6 separate regions of the Mus musculus genome follow, and all the other regions are linked to region 1. Evidence: chromatin contacts called from public Hi-C, HiChIP or PLAC-seq and promoter capture Hi-C data. All regions are on one chromosome and are shown on one strand. Each heading gives the region's core, a stretch centred on a gene start, on an enhancer-like site or on the middle of the called end of the contact. The rest is flanking DNA. Distances are from core to core; before and after follow the strand shown.

The links. A called contact is a pair of places that touch in the nucleus more often than the background predicts. HiChIP or PLAC-seq counts read pairs in DNA pulled down with a chosen protein or histone mark. Capture Hi-C pulls out chosen DNA fragments and counts their contacts.
Region 2: a contact with region 1 is called in a promoter capture Hi-C map of liver, with 7 times the contacts expected there. The contact joins the promoter of Elp1 here to the promoter of Rad23b in region 1. A contact is called at or near these places in 7 of 39 promoter capture datasets (the 3T3-L1 cell line, embryonic stem cells, frontonasal cranial neural crest and 4 more), 13 of 484 Hi-C or Micro-C datasets (CD4 T cells, CD8 T cells, CD8 central memory T cells and 9 more), 27 of 115 datasets of contacts at active chromatin or transcription factors (acute myeloid leukemia, astrocytes, bone marrow-derived dendritic cells and 17 more) and 2 of 9 other capture datasets (adipose tissue and liver).
Region 3: an H3K27ac HiChIP or PLAC-seq map of differentiating embryonic stem cells shows a contact between it and region 1, with 7 times the contacts expected there. The contact joins the promoter of Actl7a here to the promoter of Rad23b in region 1. A contact is called at or near these places in 11 of 39 promoter capture datasets (the 3T3-L1 cell line, 3T3-L1-derived adipocytes, the C10 cell line and 7 more), 1 of 484 Hi-C or Micro-C datasets (bone marrow-derived macrophages), 14 of 115 datasets of contacts at active chromatin or transcription factors (the 230-238 cell line, astrocytes, bone marrow-derived dendritic cells and 5 more) and 1 of 9 other capture datasets (liver).
Region 4: a contact with region 1 is called in a Hi-C map of uterus, with 3 times the contacts expected there. The contact joins the enhancer-like site here to the promoter of Rad23b in region 1. A contact is called at or near these places in 12 of 39 promoter capture datasets (the 3T3-L1 cell line, 3T3-L1-derived adipocytes, the C10 cell line and 7 more), 2 of 484 Hi-C or Micro-C datasets (bone marrow-derived macrophages and uterus), 20 of 115 datasets of contacts at active chromatin or transcription factors (acute myeloid leukemia, bone marrow-derived dendritic cells, bone marrow-derived macrophages and 10 more) and 1 of 9 other capture datasets (adipose tissue).
Region 5: a contact with region 1 is called in an H3K27ac HiChIP or PLAC-seq map of the NIH/3T3 cell line, with 6 times the contacts expected there. The contact joins the enhancer-like site here to the promoter of Rad23b in region 1. A contact is called at or near these places in 2 of 39 promoter capture datasets (3T3-L1-derived adipocytes and hippocampal neurons) and 4 of 115 datasets of contacts at active chromatin or transcription factors (the NIH/3T3 cell line, fibro-adipogenic progenitors, neural tube and 1 more).
Region 6: a contact with region 1 is called in a Hi-C map of epidermal suprabasal cells, with 2.5 times the contacts expected there. The contact joins the enhancer-like site here to the promoter of Rad23b in region 1. A contact is called at or near these places in 6 of 39 promoter capture datasets (the 3T3-L1 cell line, 3T3-L1-derived adipocytes, hippocampal neurons and 2 more), 1 of 484 Hi-C or Micro-C datasets (epidermal suprabasal cells) and 17 of 115 datasets of contacts at active chromatin or transcription factors (the NIH/3T3 cell line, acute myeloid leukemia, astrocytes and 12 more).

The regions. Positions count from the first base shown.
Region 1 is chr4:55,348,408-55,352,200 of GRCm38.p6, forward strand. It overlaps Rad23b (RAD23 homolog B, nucleotide excision repair protein), which reads left to right and starts at 1,635. Exons shown (of 10, transcript NM_009011.4): 1 at 1,635-2,020. The coding sequence starts at 1,955.
Region 2 is chr4:56,800,232-56,804,024 of GRCm38.p6, forward strand. It overlaps Elp1 (elongator complex protein 1), which reads right to left and starts at 2,100. Exons shown (of 37, transcript NM_026079.3): 1 at 1,928-2,100. Abitram (actin binding transcription modulator) reads left to right here and starts at 2,098. Exons shown (of 6, transcript NM_001081420.1): 1 at 2,098-2,495; 2 at 3,365-3,416. The coding sequence starts at 2,381.
Region 3 is chr4:56,741,470-56,745,262 of GRCm38.p6, forward strand. It overlaps Actl7a (actin-like 7a), which reads left to right and starts at 1,953. Exons shown (of 1, transcript NM_009611.3): 1 at 1,953-3,456. The coding sequence starts at 2,006. The coding sequence ends at 3,328.
Region 4 is chr4:56,680,620-56,684,412 of GRCm38.p6, forward strand. The region is part of intron 5 of Gm34687 (a long non-coding RNA gene); the gene reads right to left. Among named protein-coding and RNA genes, the nearest start is that of Gm26144, 3.5 kb to the left of the region's middle. Within about 2 kb of position 1,757, at least 1 of the 459 cell types and tissues checked has an H3K27ac peak or open chromatin away from gene starts, as enhancers often do. A contact at or near this core is called in uterus, where this site is marked.
Region 5 is chr4:56,608,299-56,612,091 of GRCm38.p6, forward strand. No RefSeq gene overlaps it. Among named protein-coding and RNA genes, the nearest start is that of Gm26144, 69 kb to the right of the region's middle. Within about 2 kb of position 2,108, at least 30 of the 459 cell types and tissues checked have an H3K27ac peak or open chromatin away from gene starts, as enhancers often do. A contact at or near this core is called in the NIH/3T3 cell line, where this site is marked.
Region 6 is chr4:56,491,030-56,494,822 of GRCm38.p6, forward strand. No RefSeq gene overlaps it. Among named protein-coding and RNA genes, the nearest start is that of Gm34628, 15 kb to the left of the region's middle. Within about 2 kb of position 1,597, at least 40 of the 459 cell types and tissues checked have an H3K27ac peak or open chromatin away from gene starts, as enhancers often do. A contact at or near this core is called in epidermal suprabasal cells and pancreatic cancer cells, where this site is marked.

The DNA.
Region 1 (3,793 bases), core at 385-2,884:
GGAAGTCAGTTGCTACCTTTGCCCATGTTTTTTTCCAGCATCTGGTTACGCTGAAAACAGTAATACTGCTTTGCCTTTGGCTGACCCTATAGCTAAAGGGAGAGATCCCAGCTGCCAGTTTTTCAGAGCAAAAGTTGAGCATACCTGGTGACTAAGACTAGTTCCACAGGAAGACAGCCTAGCCGGCAGAGAATTCGATATTTATCATAGTTCAGGGACATACCTTGTCGGTGGAGAGGGGGCTTGGTTAGGGAAAGTTCCATGACAAAATTATATCCTAGCTTCTGGAATCATGAAAATCCAAATAGCGATACTGTAATCATTGATGGTGCTGGCTCAGAGATGGGGGATGCTCATAATTGTCCTCACTGTGGTCTGATGGTAACTGCTTTTTCTTCTTTTTAAGTCTAACAGGGGTCACTGCACTATTAAGAGGCAGCATACAGACAAGCACCTAAAGTGTCACTTACTATTGTGGTGCTTATTACCCGACACCTCTGCACTCTGGTCTTATCGCTGTGTAAATAATCATACAGCTACAGCCAAGCACTTAACTTTGTGTTCCTGACTCTAAGACTTACATGCATTATCCCACCCTCTCCAACCACCAATTAGCTGAGTGACATCTCACCCTTACTGCCAAGGAACCAGAAGCACGTCTACCTATTTTTCTAATATTTACCTTGTACCTACAATGTGCTAGGCTTATTCTGTAGGCTTTGGGGCACAACGTGGGCAAAACAAAATGCATGCCTCTGTGTAGCTTCAGCCTGGGGACCAGAAAAAGAAGAGAAGACACACACGCTAAATACACATAGTGTAGAGTACCCAGAAGGTGATGAATGGTTACTGAGACAAGTGGAGCTGGATAATGAGATCCGAATAAGATACTTTAAGTTGGATAGGCAGGATAGAGTTCAAGAAGGCGACATTTGAGCAAAGATTAAAAGGGTCCACGTGCAAAGGAAAGCAGCGCTTGGGGTGAGGCGGGGGGGGGCGGGGGAAGGGGGTGAGGAGAGGCAACCGCCTAATATCTACCACCAACACCTAAACGAAGCAAAACGATAGAGGGAAAGGCGTGACACAACTAGGCCTCCTTCTTAAATCCGCCTTTCTTTAGAGGTGGGAGGTCCCAAGGCTGGTGAGAGAACACAAGACTGGCAAGCAAGCAGTCCATGGCTGAAGTCAGTCTCAGAATCAGGGAAGCAACCGGCATTACACATGCTCGACTGGCGATGTGCGCCCCTCCTGGGCCGGCCCTCGGCAATCCTTGCACTAAGGCTCCGCCCGCTCCACCGCCCTCAAGGTTCCGCGCTCGCTGAGCCGCAGCCACTGAGCCGGGACTCCACGTAGCCGTTCCCCGGCTACGGGTTGCGCAACTCGCGCCGCTGGGCGGAGCCTGGATGTAGGCGGAGCCACTGCAGGACCGCGGAGCGGACCAGGCCTCCGCGAGCGCCTCTGCTTGCGAAGTGCGCCTGCGCACGCCGGTGCCGCGCCGCACGATATTCCAGCCCCACCCATCGCCCCGCCTCCAATTCCCGGGCGGAGTTCCTGTTCACGCCTGCGCACTGCGTCGCCGCACCCTGCGCCTGCTCAGATCGCCCGAGTCTGGCCCCATCCTCCGGGTTTTTTTCTGGTGGGGGAGGGGTCACGTCTCGGCGAGTCACGGTGATGGCGGCCACCATCCTGTGGTGAGGTAGCGGGTTCTCTGCGTCTCTCGGGGAGTCCCTCGCGCCTCCTGCGGGCCCAGTGGCTGGCGCGTGAGGAAGCACCGCGGGTCGAGCTTACCGGGAAAGCCGCGGGAGCGAGCGGCGGCGCGGCCAGGGGAGACGCGGGGCCCGGGGTGAGTGCGACTCCGGGCGAATGTGACAAGCCCCCCCACCCCCACCGCCTTCCTCCCGAGAGCGCGAGGATCGCGGCCACCCCGGGGCGGCCAGGCCCCGGCTTAGGCACCATGCAGGTCACCCTGAAGACCCTTCAGCAGCAGACCTTCAAGATCGACATCGACCCGGAGGAGACGGTATGCGCCGCCGGGTTAGGGGAGCGCGGGCCCGAGTCGGGGCGGCGCGGGAGGGCCCCAGAGGGGCGTCGGGTCACCGCCGGCTTTGTGGCCGACAACGAGGAAGGCCCGGGGGCAGATGGCGTGGAGCAGCACCGGTCCGCGTGGGCGCTGGTGGCCGCGGCCCGGAGCGCGTGGTCGTGGGGACGGAGGGGGAGGGGAGACCTGGCGGCCTGGGCGCTGGAGCCGGGCCTGACGTGCACAGGTGGGGGAGGGAGGGAGACCCAGGCGAAGCCACCACCCTCCGGCGACATGGCTAGGTGCAGAGGTCTAAGGGGCCGGTTACCCAAGACGGTGGGCCTTAAACGCGCCTAGTTTTGTCTGCAGCCGGGAGGGATGGTGGGGGAAAAATGAATTTTTTGGCCTCTCAGAAGGAGCCCTTTTATTTATGTCTTATTTTGGATTAGTTTTTACGATCCTTCCCCTCGCAGCCACTGAACCCACACCCACAGGTGGATTACGTTCTGAGGCCACGTTGGTGGTGAAGAATTTTGCATTAGAAACCTTCAGATCCGGATTTAAATGCGTTCTTTCGGTCGTCTTGGGAACCTGAACGCTCCTCGGACTCCTAGAATAGTAGTATTTGAAGGGAGGGAGAAAAATATAAAAACTTGGTGTTCTACAGTTAAAAAGCCGACTACTACACTTAACGAGTTCACGTGATAAATTCTAATGCAGTGGTCTCCGGTTTTGCCTGTAAAAAGATCTGTGTTAACTTTAATACAACTTTATGTCAGGAATCTAAAAAATGTCATGCGAATAAAATTTTTTCTCACGTGGAATTATGACGCTATGTCAATAGATTACTGCATATTTGTGTGGGGGGGTTTCCTTCTTCTTCTTCTTTTTTTTTTTTTTTGACTGATTGAGTTTGTAATTGAAACAACCAGGACGTGGTGTTAATTAAATAGATCCGAGATCCGAATTCTATTTGTGGCTCTATAACTCGTTTTCTACAGCGGGACAAACTACCCTGTTTGATTTTCTGAAATGGGAACTGTACCAGCTGAGATGGTGAGGATTAAATGGCATTTAGTTGATTTCTAAATAAGGCCTACTATGTAATCAGTATATGTTTGTGTGAAGACATGGTGTTTTGTTTTACCTATCACATCTAATATTCTAAAGTCTCCTTCAATCTTTAATAAGAAGCCAAGAATTCCCAACCTTTTTGAAATTGTGGCACAAAATAATTTTATAAGAAGTTATTTAATTTCCAGATATCTGCAATAATTCTTGAAAGTATAGAAAAACATTTACATGAGAGCTCTGCAATCTTCACAGAAGCAGTTGTTAACAATTAGTGGACAGAGGCCCTGTAGAATCAAATTTCTTCCTCACCCCCCCCCTTTTTTTTTTCTTTAGGCTTTTGAGACAGGGTTTCTCTGTGTATCTCTGGCTGTCCTGGAACTCAACTCTAGCCCTGGCTGGCCTCAAACTCAGAGATCAGCCAGCCTCTGCCTCCTGAGTGCTGGGATTAAGGGAGTGCACCACCATTTTCTTCTACTACTTAAAGTACAGGGCTGGGATATCAGACAGGTGTGAGACCCTGAGTTCATCTCCAGCACCTTCAAAAGGAGTCACACAGTCATCTCTTAAGTGATGATATGCAAATATGTAAAATGCCTCCTTGGCATTTGGCTCAATGCAGGTGATAAATGATGAGATAAATTGTCCTTACTCTTTGGGCTTTTAATTTATCCCAGAAGCACTAAAACATGGAGAAACATGTTT
Region 2 (3,793 bases), core at 850-3,349, 1.5 Mb after region 1:
CATTGAGAAGGGTTCAGGAAGGAGAAAAGTGGTTAACGGAATAGGGAGTACTATTTAATGTGAACACACCAGCACATACACGGCTACACTCTCGCTTCCTAAAGCATCTAGCTTTACGTGGGGCTAATCTGCAGGTTAATTTACAACATGTTAAACCTGAAGACATCATCAAATGATAACTATAGCATATGCTATGACCAAATGTTGCCATGATCCAATTACCATGACCGACATCCCTCTCCATGAACCTGTACGCTGGCACTACCAGGGCCAGCCTCATCACTGCCACTCCAGAGGTAGGAGCATTAATCAGGCACGCTGTATCCCCAGACACAGAAATCCAGCCCCAGGCTTCATCCTGAGTTTCTGAGCCTCATTCTCAGTCTAATCCCAGTGTTACAGGGCCTTTCTATGAGGTGTTGGGTCCTGATGATGCCAAAATCTGCCCTAGTGTTGCTCCCTACCCATGGGAACTGCTTCCTTCCACTTGCCTTCCAAATTACTTGTTTTTCATTTTTTCTTTTTCTTCCTCCTATAGCAGTTTAAGTAATTCTTCATAATAATCCTGCTGAAATACTGTCTGGCCTCTACTGGACCCTGACTGATAAAACACAGCAAGGCAATCTGAGTTTTTAAAAGAATTACCGAGTTCAGGTCTGGAAAGACTGCTCAGAGGTTAATGAACACTGGCTGCTCTTCCAGAGGACCTGAGTTCAGTTCCCAACACCTACACAGCAGATAACAACTATCTATAACTCCAATTCCAGGGAACCCCATGCCTTCTTCTGGCCTCCATGGTCACTTGGTAAAAAGGCAAACTCATTAATCTCTCTAATGCCCCAATTCTTTTAGCATGAAAACCGACTTCTCTAAATTGTCATTCTGACACTGCTCACTCATTTAACTTTTTGGAGTTACACAGTCCTGTAGTTTTCTCAATGCTTTCAAAGTTAGGAAACATCTTCCAAATGTTTCTAGGATCATAATCTGCTAACAGCCTTCCTTTGGCACCTCCAACTGCACCTCCCTTGACTCCACCCACACATGTTCTAAGAGGTGCTTTCATACAACTTTGATCATGTCCCAAAATTCTGACCATTGATCCACTTTCTCCCCTACCTTCAGGCTTGGTAGCTCACTAAAGGGAAGATTAGATAAACCTATATACCTTGTAAATGAACAAGACCAAACTAAACATTAAACTCACATTAAAATCAATCCTGATATTATCATAAGCTGACCCTTACAAGCATATGAAATGCAACCTGAAAAACAGAGAACCTGCTGATCTCTTATCAAATAATAGCTCATCCTGGCTTGGGACTTATTGTCATCTCTGTTTCCACAAACTAAAATTTGTCTTTGTCTCTTTTTCTTTCACTTACACATCGAGATATTTGCTGGTTATATATCATGGTTCTCAATACGCAAACGAATCCTTTACACAATACCTAAGATCCGTTATGTGACTTACAACAAAACCTTGCCAAATGTTAGGCCCTAAAGACAAAAGACTATAAAATCACAGCCATCACAGAAATCCCGGCTTAGGTACACCAGGTAGGGAAGCACGAGATACACTACTTCATAGAAAAGTCCCAAATGCGAGCGAGAAGGGACCCGCAGCACAGCACAGAGGCCTCTATTTACCTATCACCTTCCACGACAAGCTGGTAGAGGTTTTATCTACACGCTACAAGGAAACCCGCAATTGGGGTACCGGACCCTCATCCCTCGCAGCGCCCCAAGACGGCCCCGGGGAAAACGTGTACAGAAAGCATCCGAAACTCGAAGAAAGAAGAGGTCCACGCCCGGCCCGCCGGCGCGCGCAGGCAGAAGCGCGTGCATCTCCCCTGCACCAGAACAGCCCTGGACAGCAAGACCAGGCCGCACACAGCGGCTCGGACTGGGACGGGCGAATGCTCACCTACGACGCCCTCGAGGCGGCTCCGAGCCCTCACGGCGCACTGGGTTTGGAAAGGAACCGCCGATGCACACGGGAGACGAGAAACACGATCCACTGAAGGGCGAAACACGCCAGGTAGCACCAGAAAGGCGGCGCGGACGTGGCGTCACCCGCGAGGCGCGCTGAGTGACGTCACCGGGTGGGTGTGGCCAGACGCGCCTCCTCAGGAGCTCGAGGGTGCTCAGAGGGTCCAGGGGATCGGGGAGCCCTCACCCGGCAGAGGCAGGACCTTGCTGTCTGCTGTCCCTCAGCTCTTTGACACCCGGTTGTTTTTGCCCCACAGTTGGGCTTTGGCCCAGGATCACAGGTGACTGGGGTCGGGGAGGGAGTTTGGCCGCCAGCCGGGGAGTCGCGCGCGTGCGCACGACACCAACCGGCTCCCACGCGCCGGAACTACGCTCCTGGACTAGAGGGATGGAAGAGCTCCGCTGCCCCGAAGCCAAGCTGGCGCCACCAGAGGTAGTCATAGCTACCGAAGCCCCGCCACCCTCCCTTGTGGATCGATACTTCACTCGCTGGTATAAAGCGGGTAAGTGCGGGATGGTGGTGAGCTCCGCTTTACCGCACGGGTGCAGGCACTTCTGCCACGCGATGCAAGCCACCCGTGCTCTTCCCTGAGCATCCTAGTCCCAGGAATACAGATTTGCGCTGATGAAGAGCTAAAATAGGCGCTTTCCTTCGTGGGAACCGCAGCGCCATGTGTGGGTTGTTTGCAGGAAAGGACGTGAACTAAACTAAGGAACTCCGCGTTGGTCTATCTGGGCTTTCCCCACACTACTAAGGGTTGGTGTGCTTGGAGGGATCAATCCTACGCCGAACCGGGAAGAAACCTTAGGCATGGAGAGAAAAATTAAGAAATGTTAAGGAAGCAGTATCTAGTGTTAAGAAGAAACTGTGCATATTGTCCACTGGACGTTTGAAATAGGCTTCTCTGGTGTTCGTTCTGCCAAGAAAATACCGATACCACCTTTGGGGATCCTCCTCTAGCCTCTATTTTAGCCTTTTTAAATTCAGGGAAACCGGTAGACCCACATATAATATTTAGGATAAGCATCCTAAATTCTCTTTAGGACTGAATTTAAAAAAAAACGTGTGATTTTTGCATACCATCAAGACAGCCTCACAAAACACCACCATAATGTCAGCAATGTGGCGCTTATAATAGTGTTTCTCTAGGTGTACTCATTTTAAAGTGACAAGATGGAGGAGCTAAGAATGTTACCTGCCTTAACACTGAGTAAAGGATTCTATGTAAATTAGGCCACTTAAAATACTTCATAGCCTTTATTTACTTTGCCCACTGTGCTCAGCTTCGCAATGAACAATCTTCATGAACCAAAGGAGGTAATCACGTGGTAAATGCCAGTTCAACAACCTGCGACTCATTTATTCCTCTAGATGTTAAAGGAAAACCCTGTGAGGACCACTGTATACTCCAGCACTCCAACCGGTAAGCAAACCGGGAATCTTAAACTATCAACACTTTCCTTCTGGTAGCTAGCCTGGTGCGGTCTTGGGTCGGGTATGAGCATTCATGAAACTGTCTTCTGTGGTGTTGAAACGGTGTTATAGGAGTGTGTTGGCAAGTCTTGTTCAGTCATATACTGTTTGGCCAACCTGCACCAACCACTGTACTGCTGGACCTAAGGAATGGTTCCTTGTGGAGGCATATGTCATGCTCTGTGTACACAGTCTTGCCTTGCTTCTCTGCTATCCCCGCTTACTAAAGTCTTGTGGTACTTTTCCCTTCCCGGGAAGGAGATTCAACTCTCCTTTCTCCTCTTGTTATTAAGCTCCCCGTGCTACACTTAGGCTCCAGTCTCAGCA
Region 3 (3,793 bases), core at 703-3,202, 1.4 Mb after region 1:
GGTCCATTTAGATGGGAGTTGGGGGGGGGGGGCTTGCTCTTCTTGCCCTCCACACTCATTGGTGACTTAACGGTTTGCTCCAGGACAGGGCTAAGGACCAGCAGCTTTAGAACCCAAACACACCGGGCCTCGGTTCTTTCTTTCCGTTCCTCTCACATGTCCATGCCTGACCATTCAGTGATCATTCCTTTATTTCCTTCTCTGCTCCTTGGCATTGATATTTGAGCCCCTATACAAAATCAAGTAGAGCACTAGGTACTTCTGGTGTTATTTTTGCAGAATCTTGGGGCTGGGCAGAGCCTTAAAAAGGTTCAGAGCAAACCGTTTTTTTAAGAGTGATAACTTTAACTCAAGTTCATCCATTACCAATTAACCAAGTCTCCTAATGACCTTGAAGGCTGTTTCCTTTTTAGTCATAAAGCTCAGAGCCTGTGCTGTCCCCTCTTTCATTCCACAAGGCCAAGGCATTCCATAATAACGCTAGCAACCTTTTGCCCTTTTCATCTCACATCTAAGGCCATGGGGACCTGCCACTTCCTGAAAGGAAGGAACCCATCACCATAGTGTCTCTCTCGCATCTAGCACAGGGTTCAGGGTAAGGTCTAAGATGAGACATAGGTTAGATTCTGGGTTCTGCTCTTAGTGTAGAGGTTCAAAGAGTGACAGTTCTTTAACTGAAGTTCATCCAACACCAATTAACCAGGTCTAAAGACCGCTGCACTAAGTGTGGTGAGTATGGGATTAGTGTGTCCCACTGGAATTAGATGGTAAAGCAGCCTCAGACATGCATGTTAGGTGTCAATACGTGTGTGCAACACATGTTGAGGCTGTCTACTCCTGGATGTCATCTGTACACCGGAGCCTGTGTTCCCCTGACTTCAATGCACACTCTATGACCCTAATGAAACCTATGTTCAAAAATAACTCTTCTCAAGGTTATGTTCTCATCACCTTAGTGCCCAGTGAGGCAGCAGGGCTTGCCAGTTACTACAGCAACAGTAGACCTTAGTAAAAAAAAAAACAAAAAACAAAAAACAAAAAAACTCAGATAGTGTCAACCTGTTCTAATTTCTCTAGTGCTTTCTAACCCTGCCCACCTAGAGTGAAGTCCTTATAAGAGCCCACAGCCTGATGGGACCTGTTAATTCTCCCCACCATACTTACTTCTCCCACCCACCCCATCTAAACTTCCATGTTCTTTCCCCTGGTCACACTGGTCTTCTTGCAGATTGTCTCAGTTGGGGTCAGCAAACGTGTTCTCTCAGAGACAAGTCACATTTATTTTCATTCAGCTTTTGGGCCAGTCTTTGTGATGTTGAACTGTTTCTCAGGCTCACCGGCAATCCTTAAGGGAAAGAGTACCACTGCTCCAATCAGTTTATATACTAGCACAGGCTGGAGCTGGCTGTGTCCTGCTAGCCCCTGCACTAACTCACCAGCCATGGGGCTTAGTCCTCTGCATCTACATCCCTAGCACACATGTCACCTGGTCACCTCCTTCAGCTCTTTACACAACTATTGCCAGCTCAGGGAGGCTAGCCTACGCCACGTCAGCCTGGCCAATCCCCACCCTCTTCTCTTCTCTGATTTGTCTCTATAAGCTTTTCTAAATACTATTTTTTTGTTGTTGTTCAACAAATATGTTGTGTTCCCCCCTTCCCCCCTCGACACCCCCCCTTCCTGGTGCACACCAACTAGAATGTAGACCAGATAAGGGTGGGGTTCTGTTGCTTTTTCATTGTGGTATTCCTGGCTGCTTTGCAGAGGCACCCAACAATTATTAACTGAGCGAATACATCAATCTTTACTACAAAACTGGGGGTGGGACTGGAAAGATAGAATCTCTAATGTACCCTAACTCTAGTCTCCAGTGTCTAGAAAGCCTTTGGTTGCTGAATTATGTCACAATCAGTGATGTCACTGTTGGGCAGATTCTCAAGCTGTCCTCTGATTTAAGTCTTTCAGGCCTTGTAGCCAGCAGGATCGAGAGCTTTCTGAGAGCAGTATGTCTCTGGATGGTGTGTGGGCTCCACAGACAGCAAACATTGGGGACGGACCTGCCAAGAAAGCTAGTGACCAGGCCTCCATGCAGACACAGGTCCTCCAAACCGCCTCCCTAAAAGATGGCCCAGCAAAAAGGGCGGTATGGGTCCGTCGGGACAATGCTGAGACAGAAGACCCTGTTAAGTCAACTATGTCCAAGGATAGGCCAAGACTAGAGGTAACCAAAGCAGTGGTTGTGGACCTGGGCACTGGCTTCTGTAAATGTGGCTTTGCTGGCCTGCCAAAGCCCACTCATAAGATCTCAACAACAGTGGGCAAGCCCTACATGGAGACGGCCAAGACGGGGGATAATCGCAAAGAGACCTTTGTGGGGCACGAGCTCTTTAACCCAGATATACATCTCAAGCTGGTCAACCCCCTGCGCCATGGCATCATTGTGGACTGGGACACAGTACAGGACATCTGGGAATACCTCTTCCGACAGGAGATGAAGATCGCCCCAGAGGAACACGCGGTCCTGGTTTCAGACCCACCCCTGAGTCCTCATACCAACAGAGAGAAGTACGCCGAGATGCTGTTTGAGACCTTCAACACACCTGCAATGCACATCGCCTACCAATCCCGCCTGTCCATGTACTCCTACGGACGCACCTCTGGCCTGGTGGTGGAGGTTGGACATGGTGTGTCCTATGTGGTCCCCATCTATGAGGGTTATCCTTTGCCCAGCATCACGGGGAGGCTAGACTACGCAGGTTCTGACCTAACGACCTACCTGATGAACCTGATGAACAACTCTGGAAAACACTTCTCTGAGGACCATCTCGGTATTGTGGAGGACATCAAGACGAGGTGCTGCTTCGTGGCCCTGGACCCCATTGAAGAGAAGAAAATCCCTGCCCCTGAACATGAGATCCATTATACCCTGCCTGATGGGAAAGAGATCCGTCTGGGTCAGGAGAGGTTCCTCTGCTCGGAGATGTTCTTCAAGCCATCTCTAATCAAGTCCATGCAGCTGGGCCTCCACACCCAGACAGTGTCCTGCCTTAACAAATGTGACATAGCACTCAAACGAGACCTCATGGGGAACATCCTGCTCTGTGGGGGCAGCACTATGCTCAGGGGTTTCCCTAACCGTCTGCAGAAGGAGCTGAGCAGCATGTGCCCCAACGACACCCCCCAGGTCAATGTGCTGCCCGAGAGAGACACTGCAGTCTGGACTGGTGGGTCTATCCTGGCCTCACTCCAGGGCTTTCAACCACTGTGGGTCCATCGCCTGGAGTACGAGGAACATGGGCCTTTCTTCCTCTACAGAAGGTGCTTCTGAGCAGACACAGCATGCTCACCGTGGTGGCAATGCCAGCTTTACTGTGTGAGGGCTGAACCTTCTACAAGTGGTGTTGAGTTGGCATGTTCATTTCTGTAGCATTAAAAACCCCTCGTGTCTGTCCCCTTCCCTTCAGAGTGTCTATTTCCTGACATAGTAAGAGCCACATGAATGTATGCATCACTTTAAAAAAATACAAAAGCCTGGGCGTGGAAGGGGTACATGAGAGAATCACATACACTATGCTAACGGCTCAGAAAGTCTCTCACGGGAGCAACTCGCTCTAGCACTATTCTGCCCTTGGTGCTTCCCACTGTAGGAACTTTGTTGTTAAAACATATGTAAGGAAAAATGTGATCAAAACAAATGAAGAGTAAATGATGTGAAAGGATAAAGAGACTCTCCATGCATAGTTCCCTACAGAATGCTAAACGAGTTTATTCTCCCATAAAACAGCACTTATCT
Region 4 (3,793 bases), core at 507-3,006, 1.3 Mb after region 1:
CAGAGTCAGATGACTGGAACTCATGGGGACTCACAGAGACCTGGAGTCTGACCTAGGTCCTCTGCATATATGTTATGGCTGAGTAGCTTGGTGTTCTCATAGGACTCCTAACAGTGGGAGCAGGGGCTCTCTGATGCTTTTGCCTGCTTGCAGCAGCCTTCTCCTCCTACTGAGTTACCTTGTCCAGCCTTGCTGTGGTGGCACCGTGCTTGCTATGCTGTGTTTGGTTGATGTCCCTGGGAGGCCTGCTCTGTTCTGAGGGGAAGTGGAGTTGGGGTACACCCGAGTGGAGGAAAGTGGGTGAGGGTAGGGAAGGGAGGGGATATTACAACCGGGATGTCATATATGAGAGAATTTAAACAAACAAACAGAATGAATGTCCGCACATAGAAAAGTGAACTAGATCACAACCTCTCACCTGTACAAAATCAGCTCCAGATGTGAGACCCAAAATACTCCAGAAAGGAGGGAAGTGTAGGGGAAATGCTTCAAAATACAGGCACAGGCAAGGACTCTTTAAATGGGTTTTCAGTCACTCAGAAAAGTACGGTACCAACTGACAGTCAGACCCTCAGAAGATCAAACTGCAGAGCTTAGGAGGCGGTCGGGTGAAGAGACAATGACTGAATCAGAAAGGAAACCTTTGCTAGCGAGCAGGAGCCTGCATGTGCCCACTTCCCCTATCCCCAGTTCATAAGCCCGGTGACTCAGAGGATGGCAAGGCCTGCCTCTGGTCTGAGTGCAAATGCCTGCAGTGTGTGCAGAAGCTAGTAACTACAGCTTCCTCCTGCTGTGTGTTTACAGCCTGGGACTGCTCGCCTACAGAAACCTCCTATAGTCCAGCTAGCCCCACGCCCTATGCTGGGCATAATAAAAACCGAGGTCCCAGAGTGCAGTTGTGTTATTGACACAGTTCCACTAAGGTTCACACAGCCTGTCTGATAGAAGCTTTTCAGTGACCCTGTGTCTCTCATCTCCATCCCTCACTCTTCCTTCTTCTCGGGACACATGGCCTAAGACACTTCTTCTTCTAAAAAAAAAAAAAAAAATCTATTTATTTACTTACTTATTTATTTGTGTACACTGTAGCTGTCTTCAGACACACCAGAAGAGGGCAGCCCATTCACGTTTCCACACTAGGCCATGTTGGACGTGGCAGATTATTAACTCTGAGGGAGACAAGTGCTTACTAACACACAGTTGTGGGAATGGCAGTGTAGCTCAGTGGTAGAGCAAATGGTTAGTATGCACAAAGCACTGGGTTCAATGCCTGTGATGGCGAAGGAGAAGAATTCAATGCTACCATGACTGCATCTCGTGTTGCTTTGCTTAAATGTGTGGTCAGGCCCCCCTGTACACTGGGGACATTGCCGCAGATGTTGCCCTGTCTCCAGGACTGTTCCATCTCTGCCCACTGGGGCCTTGTTTTATACTCATGTGCAGGTTTGCATGGCTGGTCCTCACATGGCAGAACCCACAGACACCCCACACCCCACTCACCCCCACCCCCATTAAAAGCTGAGCCTAGCGGTGGCTTACAGAACTGTGGATCTGTCCACCAGTCTGGGTACTAACTCAGAAAAGCACAAGTTTTCCCTTTTTCTTTTTCCTTTTTCTTTTTTCTTTTCTCTTTCCTTATGATATAGGCCAAAGCCTCTGACACTTGGGGCTTCCCTTCCTCCAGAGCACCCTGCTCTTTCCCTACACAGATGCTTGGCCTGCCGCCATTTTGCTAACCTTCATGCCTAACTCATAAGCATGACTTTCTCTCGTCCTCCCTTCTCCCCGTCTCTCCCCCAGCAGCTGCTGAGACTTAAAGCATGCCTGCCCTGTTGTTGTTTTTCTCTGAGACTCTAATAAAATTGTCCATGAGCTTCCAAAAACAAAATTGAGCCTAAGTGAATTTGTGTGTTATTTTCATTAAGGATCCTTTGAAACGTCTGGGCTATGAACATCCGAGTTGGCCATCCATTCATGGTGGGGGATAAGAAAACAGACACTTTGCACATGTCACGGGTGGCTTAGTGCATATGCACCACTGATGACTATCTTGCTCAGAGTGAACTCTCCAGTCCAGGTAGCCCTGGAGAAGAACAAGGGTGAGACCTGCAAATGCTGACATGACCTGTGTTTCAGAAGTGTCTTAGCAGGGCTGGAGAGATGACTCAGCGGTTAAGAGCACTGACTGCTCTTTCAGAGGTCCTGAGTTCAATTCCCAGCAAACACATGTTGGCTCACAACCATCTGTAATGGGATCCGATGCCCTCTTCTGGTGTGTCTGAAGACAGCTACCGTGTATACACATAAATAAATAAATAAATAAATAAATAAATAAATAAATAAATCTAGAAGAAGAAAAAGGAGAAGGAGGAGGAGGAGGAGGAGGAGGAGGAGGTGGTGGTGGTGGTGGTGGTGGTGTCTTAGGCCATGTGTCCCGAGAAGAAGGAAGAGCAAGGACTGAAGATGAGAGAGGCAAAGACATCATAAGTCTCGCCATCATGGCTGACCACGTGACCCAAGGGATAAGACTAAGCTCAGGGTGACTGCCACAGTTTCTCTTCACACACACACACACACACACACACACACACACACACACACACACATACACACACACACACACACCACAAAGCCTGCTGGCTGGAGGGAAAAAACCCATAAAGTTTTGGGGGTGTCTCCTGTCTTCCCAGACCACCAGCACAGCTCATCCTGTCTTCACTTCCAATTGTTTGTGGTCCTAGGCTCATAAACTCCAGGATTCCTGTTACACTTCAGCATGCCACAGTTTGCTAGGAAGCAATGATTGAGCTCCTACTGTATACCAGCTGCAACTCTAAGCCCCTGAAACCCTACTTTGTCAAAACTGCTGCTGGGTATACCTCCCTAGAATGTCATCCATGCCCTGCCTACCAGGTTGGCAGCCTCAGCCTGCACAGCTCACACTGGAGATGGCATTTTTAGGACAGGTTCCTATGCTCCATTGTGGGGGGAAGGACTTATAAATGAAACTAAAAGCCAGGGCCAAGCCTAGAGACACACGCTGGGTCACCATGAAGCTGTTGTATGGCATTGTGCCAATCTTTACTGCCAGCAGAGATGGTCACATGAAGATGTCCACCAGAGTAACTCACCTGGGCTGTGTGCTGTGTTTCAAGCACTCCCCCACTCACAATCCTCCCCAAAGACAGGCAGTGTTTAAAGACAGGTACCCGGTACATCCCAATCCTTCCCTCACATGTCCCCATCAGTTTCTAAAAATGCATTGTTCCAGTCTTGACATTTGTGTCCCCAGCTCTCTCCTGTCCATGAGCCCTCTCCCTGAAGTCAATACCAAATGCCTGTCAAATGTCAGAAGGCGGTGTGCTTATCCTAGTGGCTGGACCGCTGGCTTCCACAATTGTGCTGCTATCCATTGCCTTTTTACAGTGTGTGCTCACCTCTCCTAGCAAATGGAATAAATGCCCAGAACACCGGACGATTGCACGGGAGACCCACAGACCCCAAAGCCAAGGACTGCCAGAGTGCTTGATGTGGCCCTGCCTTGCTCAGCAGAACAGCTTGTTCCAAGGCTTAGAATCTCTGAGAAAGCCTCTATGTGGCTTCCAGGGTCACACTGCCACACACTCATAAATCACAGCAGCACGTCTTCCGAAGCACCTCTTCACAACTGGAATTTGTGCAACTCATGTGAGCCAGAGAACTGGGCTTGTGGGCGTGGTCTTCTGTTGGTAAGTAGAAAGATGTCAGTGCTAGACCAGTGTTAGCAAATGCCACGGGCTGAAGGAGCTGAAGG
Region 5 (3,793 bases), core at 858-3,357, 1.3 Mb after region 1:
TTCACTGCTTTAACCAACAGCTTAAACTCTCACTGCATTAATTAAGCTAACAGTAATTTAGCTACACTCCACGTTGGTTTAAGCGTGTATCAGTGAGAATTTGTAAGAAAGCAAGGCCTCAAAAGCCAAGCCACGGCTTCTCTGATACAGCTTTCGAGCCTTCTCAGTGTGCCCTTATCTCCCTGTTTCCTGTTCTCTTTCACATATATGAAGATCTCTACTGCTAGTCTGTCCAGAGGACATCCCCTAGAGCAGGGGTTATCAATCCTTCTAATGCTGTGAGCCTTTAAGTTCCTTGTGTGATGACCCCCAAGCATAAAATTATTTTTGGTGCTACACTGTAACTCTAATTTTGCTACTAGGATGAATTACGATGGAAATTTATGGTATTGCTGATGGTCTTATGCAACACCTTTAAAAGGATCATTTGTCTTCCCCCTCCTAGAGGGGGGTCCACGACCCACAGGTTGAGAACAGCCGCTCTTCTGATTCCTGGGCCAGGCAGAGGCCTCTCTTGCTGGTGGTGAGAGCAGTCCATTCCAGGCTTTTGCCCAAGGCCATTTGGTGAGTCATTGGTGAAGACAAAGTGCCCAGCCTGCAAGGTGTGGCTGCTCTAGATGACAGGCCATCTGTCAGTTTTCTCCTTGATTCATTCATTTTCAAGGGCCAGAACCATGACAACATTCATGTTTCTCATTGGCAAGGCTCATTAATGACAGCAAGCACCGTACAAGGCCTTCCATGCAAAAGGTGAGAGATATGAGTTCCTGTTAAAGGGGAACGCACTGCATAAAGCCCAGCCATGCGCGGAGCCAATGTGTGCTGTGAGGTCAGAGGCCAGTAAGGTGTGCATTCTATAAAGAATGTCTGAACTTGCCAGATCTTGGGGAAGTTGGACTTCTCCCAAGAAGAGTCTTGCCCTGACTCTTGATAACTGTCAGCACGTCTCACAAAGACAGGAACTCTTGAGATAGAGGTGCCAAGCAGCCGGGAACCATTAAGGCTAAAATTCAAGTTGCTGAAGGAAACTGGAGCCTGGGTTCTTCTTTCTTCTCTGAGCAGAGTCCTGAGAATGCAGGGGAAGAATGCCGTTAATGTGAATGTGCTCCAGGCCTGGATAGCATCATTTCACGGAGGCAGTAAACTGCAGCACAAGGCTTCTCGTTGACATTTTGTACTACATCGTTCACTATGAGATACCGACCAAGACCTCTGGCCTCTACTACCTAGGTACCAGCAGCATCTCCTGCTGGTGACTATGACAACACTGTCTCAACATTGCCAAATGTGTCCTAGAAGATAAATTCATCCCCACTGGAGAACCAGTACTACAGTGGCTAAAAGTGTGGGATCTGGAATCAAAGAGGGAACTTACAAGATATATTAATTACTCTGATCCTCCATAGCCTTAATGGAGCTAAATATGCTAAAAGCAGAGGTTAGGGGAACTAATGAAACGGGCTCCATAGGACCCATGACACTGAGCCAGGATGGCGGAAAAACAGCATTCAGAAACATATCACACCTGCATGTCAGAAAAAGAAAATAAGGCTCAGGGATGTAAGAGAAATCCCACAGCAGTGAGCAGCCATGCTGGGGTGTTACCATTGCTCTATATAGTTCCTAAAAAGTCCCAGAACCGCTGTGTCTGGCCTCATCCTGGACTCTGTGATTAAAGAAGCGAGAAGAGAAAAATCTATGTACCATATCACCAGAGTCAGCAAAGTAAGCAAGCTCACAGCCCAACCAACAGGTTAGTAATGTCTGCTGTCTGCAACACCTGGAAGAAACGCAATGGCTCTCAGAGGTCAGCACCTGACCCAGCCCAGATCATACAGTCAGAGCACTCAAACAGTGTCCTCAATGATGTCAACCCTCTTCCAACCTCATCACGCTGATTAATTCATCAAGCAAACGGTAGGCATTTTTAGCAACAGAGGCTACTACAGTGGTGCCCCTAACCCTGACCTTGCAAGGCAATATGGGCTGGGACTTCAGCCGTAGCATACTTGTAGAGAAGGAAGAAGCTGATGAGCTTCACACAGCCTGAATCAAATCTCTTCACTCAGAAGCACATGACAGGCCAGGACAAAGCATGCCAGCAGTCACGTTATCCACAGCAGTGTGGTGAGAGGTTAGCACACCCAGGTCTCTAGCGTGGGGCTCCTTGCTCAATGTCAGAGACAATTAAAACTTACTCAGCATGAATAAGCAATACGAATGAGTAAGCAAAAAGAAAAACCCAAGTGCCACAGTTTGTCCTTTTCCTTGAAGATGCCAGTTGCCTAAGAAGGGACAATGATCCTCGCAACAGACAAACGGGTTTTTTTCTCACATGGAGCAAGCTATTTTAACTTCCCTGAATTTCACATAGGGAGTGTACTCACTGCTCTCATGTTCATAATTCCCTCTAGTTAAATGAAGTCACCTGCATTATGGCTGTGTCACCGTGAACCCTCAGGAGGCCCCAGTAACTTGGGCCTGTTTCATGTGTAGGACCTGACCCCTGCTAAGACAATGGGGAGGACCAAACCCCATAGTGGTCCTTTAGGAACAACTTCAAGGAGTATTTTTAATCCATCTCTGGTAGAGAAGACCCAAGCATTGCTCAGAGTGTGGGTCTCAACCCAGGGGGATCTTCTGTGGAAAGATCTAAAAATACAAACCTTTTCCCCTACCCCAGAACAGCATCCATCTTTGAACACGGCACCTATGTTATAATAATTACATCACCTGATTCTGAGGCTCAAGTTTAGAAAACACTACCAAAGGTGGTCTTCTCTTTAACCATCCATTCCATTAACTCATTCAACAAATATTTATTGAGCATCTACTCCCTAATAGCTTTGCCACCAGATGACAGGCATACAGGACTGAATAAAAGTGGCACTGGTTTTTGTCCATGCAGACATGGGATTTGGTGACCACTTTTGAACATAAACCCACAAAGGAGTTTTAAACATATCCTTATTCCTGGCAAGTAGGAGAGTATAGAGTCCCACAACCCTGCACAGCATTTAGTAAACCTTGGGATTACTCTGGGTGACAAAACAACAGAAACGGAGTGAGGATTGCGTGACGTCACCCTACATTTTCACAGTCCCTTAGACCACCCTAGCACACTTTGCCCACTTGTTTATTTACATTGCCATTTTTCCCAACCAAAATCCGGAGCTCCTTGAGACCAGGCTTTCCAAGGCTCAGCCTGGCACCTGTGGCTTACTCAGTAGTTGCTGAATGAAGGCAAGAAGGGTTAAACCCCAAATAGCCTGATAGCTTACCCAGTGCTCTTAGAGACCGTAGAATGTCTGAGACAACCCTGGCCTGGGGAAAGGGTCCTTGTCTGTCCACAGCCCATGTCAGCAGAACATCTACAAGCAGAAGCCTAGGTGACTTCCCAGTTTCCCTCAAGGAAGTTGCCTCTCTCCGGAAGTCCTGCCCTATGGGTTGGAGGAGGGCAGGAGAAATTGCAATGGAAGGACAAGAGCTTCTGTCTGGGGCTTGGGGACATACAGGGTAGTGCTAGCCCCTCCCCAGGAACATTGCCCAGATGATATTAGCAATAAGCAACCCAGAGTTTTCTCAACTGGAAACCCCAGGACAGCCTGAAAGGGGCAGGTTTGGCCTGGTTTAGACACTGGCTGGACTTTAGCCAGACTATGTGCTTACTTGGGAAGGAAAAGCCTAAAGCATGAAAAAGCATTCTGCATGCTGAAAGCACGTTACCCAAGAGCAACATCGAAATGAGGGTTTCAGGTCACATTTCAACTTTCAAGGAATTAAACCCCTGCTG
Region 6 (3,793 bases), core at 347-2,846, 1.1 Mb after region 1:
CTCTCTCTCTCTCTCTCTCTCTGTCTCTCTCTGTCTCCCTTCCTTCAGAGGAAGGATTTGGGAGTAATGAAAACTGTGGTAGGTAAATCAGAAGGAAAACCACAAGGAGGCACTACCTTAGAGCCACTGGATCTGTGCGTGATCTTACAACAGTCGCTCTGTCCAGCTGCATCCATTTCCCAGTATGATTTTCCACTGACCTCTGTTTGTTTTAAAAGAATGTGAGTCTGAGGCTGATTGATATTTAAAAAAAAAAATGAAGTTCAAACTTAAGATTCAGATAAAAATGCCGTTAATTTGTTCACTATTAAATAACTATTTTGACCTTCTGTTATATACCAGGAATTGTCCCAGATATTGCCTCAGATTTAATGAGTGAGTTGTTCCTTGTTCTAAAAGAATTTGAGGCAGGTTTAATAATTCAGTACCATGAATATCAGCCTTAAGAAAAACAAGGTGACACCAGGTAGGCACACACTCGCACACAAGCACGTGCACACACACACACACACACACACACACACACACAGGTACACACATGCACACATAGAGAAAGAGGGAGGAAGGGAGACAGGGAAGGAGGGAGGGAGAGGGAGAGAAGGAGAGGGAGAGGGAGGGGGAGAGGGAGGGGGAGAGGGAGGGGGAAAGGGAGAGGGAGAGGGGGAGAGGGAGAGAGAGAGAGAGAGAGAGAGAGAGAGAGAGAGAGAGAGAGAGGAAATCAAGTCTATATTTTAGTTATTTGCTAGAGATGGCCCACTAATTTACCTTTGAGCTTCATAGCAGGCAATTCAAAGAAAAAACCATGATCTATTTCAAAATTTTCTGTCTGTAAGACGCAAATAGCATCAAAGCTAATTCTTTAAACTACAGAAACTTAATTCAACAAACATTTGCTCACACCTACTCTGAACCAGGCCCTAAGCCAGGTATTAAAATGAGCAAGATGAGTAAGAGCCGGCGTGTGCCCCTTAACTCTTCCCTCGGCACACACACTGCATGTCAGGGATCGCAGGCTGCCAGTGAGGATCCCTCCTACTCCTGAGCATGCCCTGTGGCCCTGCAGAAACAGAGGATGGAACAACCTTCTAGAGGTCCTCTACGCTTCTGAGAAATTCTAGTGGTGGATTAAAGTGGTGATCTAGAGATGAGAGGATGAGGACAAAACATGGGGCTTTCTCTGAAGCTCGCCGATACCCTCCAGCTGTCTCTGAGCATCTGGAACAAAGTCCATAGCCTTGTAACTAGTTTCATAGGATTCGTTATCAAAAAACTAGTTTGTTGGCTTTTGATGATACCCTTGACTAGTGAAAACCATTCGACCTCCCAGCAAAAGCAGCCCCACCCCACCCCCGTCCAACACGAAATGATAGATTCCAGGCCAAGTGAGACTAACCTCATCTAGCAGATAGGAAAACAGAACCTGACTGAGAAAGGATGCTGTCCACAGAAGTGTAACTGTGCAGCTCCTTGGAGGGACTGTTTCCATGGTCCTCACTTTCCAAGTGAAAAATCTCATCAAAGCCCATTAATGAATGAGTCATGGAGTAAGTGACTAGCTCCATGCTCGAGGCTACGCAGGACAGAGCAGGGACTGAGCTGCAGCAACACTTCTGACGTCTCTGAGCCTTATTTAGGATTTCAAATACTGCCTCCCCTTGGATCTGGGGCTTCCCAATCGCGGTTTGTTCGCATGTGCATCCTCAGCACCTGCCTCATGTCATCAGCAGCAATCACAGTGCACTACTTCACACCAGGGTCCGGCAACCCAGGGCGGACACCCTCACTGGACAAAGACTCTGAGGAATCTCAGGACACTGGGGCACACAGGGATTGTTGATAAAGCAGGGATGTTTGCGCCCGACTCTGAACCTTGTGAGTCTGAACGGCAGGTGGTTCTCATCGTCAGTGACGGAGAGCTATGGTCTCACTTATTACATAACCAGACTCTGGCCCTGCTCCAAGCTGAAGCCTCAAGTCACAACAGAGACCTGAATCCATTGTTCTAGAACCTGAGCTCCAAGGGGATGCCCTTGTCAAGCCTTTTGCTATGGCTGTCCCAGGCTATTCTTCAAAACAGCAGCCCAAGCCCTTTTCCTGTTGACGTTAAAACACTGCCATCTAGCGTGACTCTAAGAGAATTATCCAAGTCAGCTGCCCCGGCTTACTGAGAGACACTGGATTGGGTGCAAGACTTTCAATCCTTTGCACTGCTTGGATGGCCACTACTTGCAAAGTATCCAGTGATTCTTCTCCTGCCGTGTTTACAATTCCATGATTGTATTTGCCCAGAGCTCAAGTTAGGAATGAACCCAGACACATAGGATTAGAAAGATAGCTTTGCAGGCTACAAAATCCACATGTGACACCCCTGGCTCAGCCACGGGTCAGACACCCCACTTTGGACATGTCATTTCATTTCCCAAGGTAGCAGTTATTCATCAGAAGATAAAGGGAATTCTTTGGCCTTTGACATCACCAGGAAATCTTTAAATTAGTGAAACCACTAGTGTGTCAATTTGCTGTAAACAAAGTTGTAGAAATAAATGTGTGTGTGTGTGTGTGTGTGTGTGTGTGTGTGTGTGTGTGTGTGTTAAATACATGTGTGAAGATAGCAAAATGCCCTTGGAAACGGGTAGCTCTTTGATGCAATAAAATTCATATCCCACTGAGAAGAGGACACTGGACTGACTGAAAGCAGAAGCCTGAGAGGAGATTATTTGAGTCTCTTCAGGGGAATTTAGCCAATATCATTTGGAGAATTCTGTGGGAAGATATGTTCTACCCACCAAGATCCAAAGTGTAGCCTCTATCCCAGAAGCCCAGGGAAAAGGCAAGCCAGGAATCTGCAAAGGAAGGGGCCTCATGAGAGTGCCCAGTGCAGGCTCCACTTGGGGCTGGACATTCAAAGAGTCATGCAACTAGAAACCCACAGATACCTACCTGCTCATTCTACGATTTATTTTAAAAACCTAAGTTAATGTTATAAGGAAGGCCAGGCAAGCTGCTGGCAAGCATGGTTTTCTAACTTTCATTGATTATACTGGTTTTAAACAGCTAAGAATCTGGTGAAGGAGACTCGAATGGAGTCTCGGAAGTCCATTGAGCTTCCTTCAGAACACCAGTGGGTCTTGGTCAACTGTAGCGTGTGGAGATTCACCTTAAAAGCCACTTCTGAAATGAGCCCCAGAGAAAAGATCCTGAGTCCTGATCACAGGACGGCTGCCAGGAATTCCTGCTTTTATCTTCTGCTTCCAGGTGATTCTACCTCAGGGGGATCCAGATAGCACATCGAGAATCTCGGTCAAGAAATCAGTCTCCTGGACTTTAGTGGTCCAGCCACCTATTCTTATCTAAAGGGATAAGGGGGGCAGAGAGCTGACGTTTGCTTCCCACTCAGCAAAATAGCCACAAGTCTTGGAATCAGGCAGTAGGTACAAGTCAGAACGCAATGACTTTACCCAGCAGGTGAAAGGATAGTCAAGATGTAAACACCAAGCACTGCATATTTATAGTTAATTTTCTCTGATACTCCCTAAGGGAGGAGAGGCATCCATTGTCCCCGTCTCATCCTACGGAAGAAAGAGTTCAACTTTCACTCCTCATTACTTCTGCCACACTGTCACTCAGGGAACGTGCCAGCAGTTTCTGGGTTCTCTCGACATCAGAGTTATTAACTCATGCCGCATCCTTAATAGATTTCCCCCAACTCCCCGCTCCATCTTCTGTTCCTTTGGGACTTCATAAGTAATACTCAAATCAAATATGTCTTTTCTTGTAAGACCTCAAATCATGA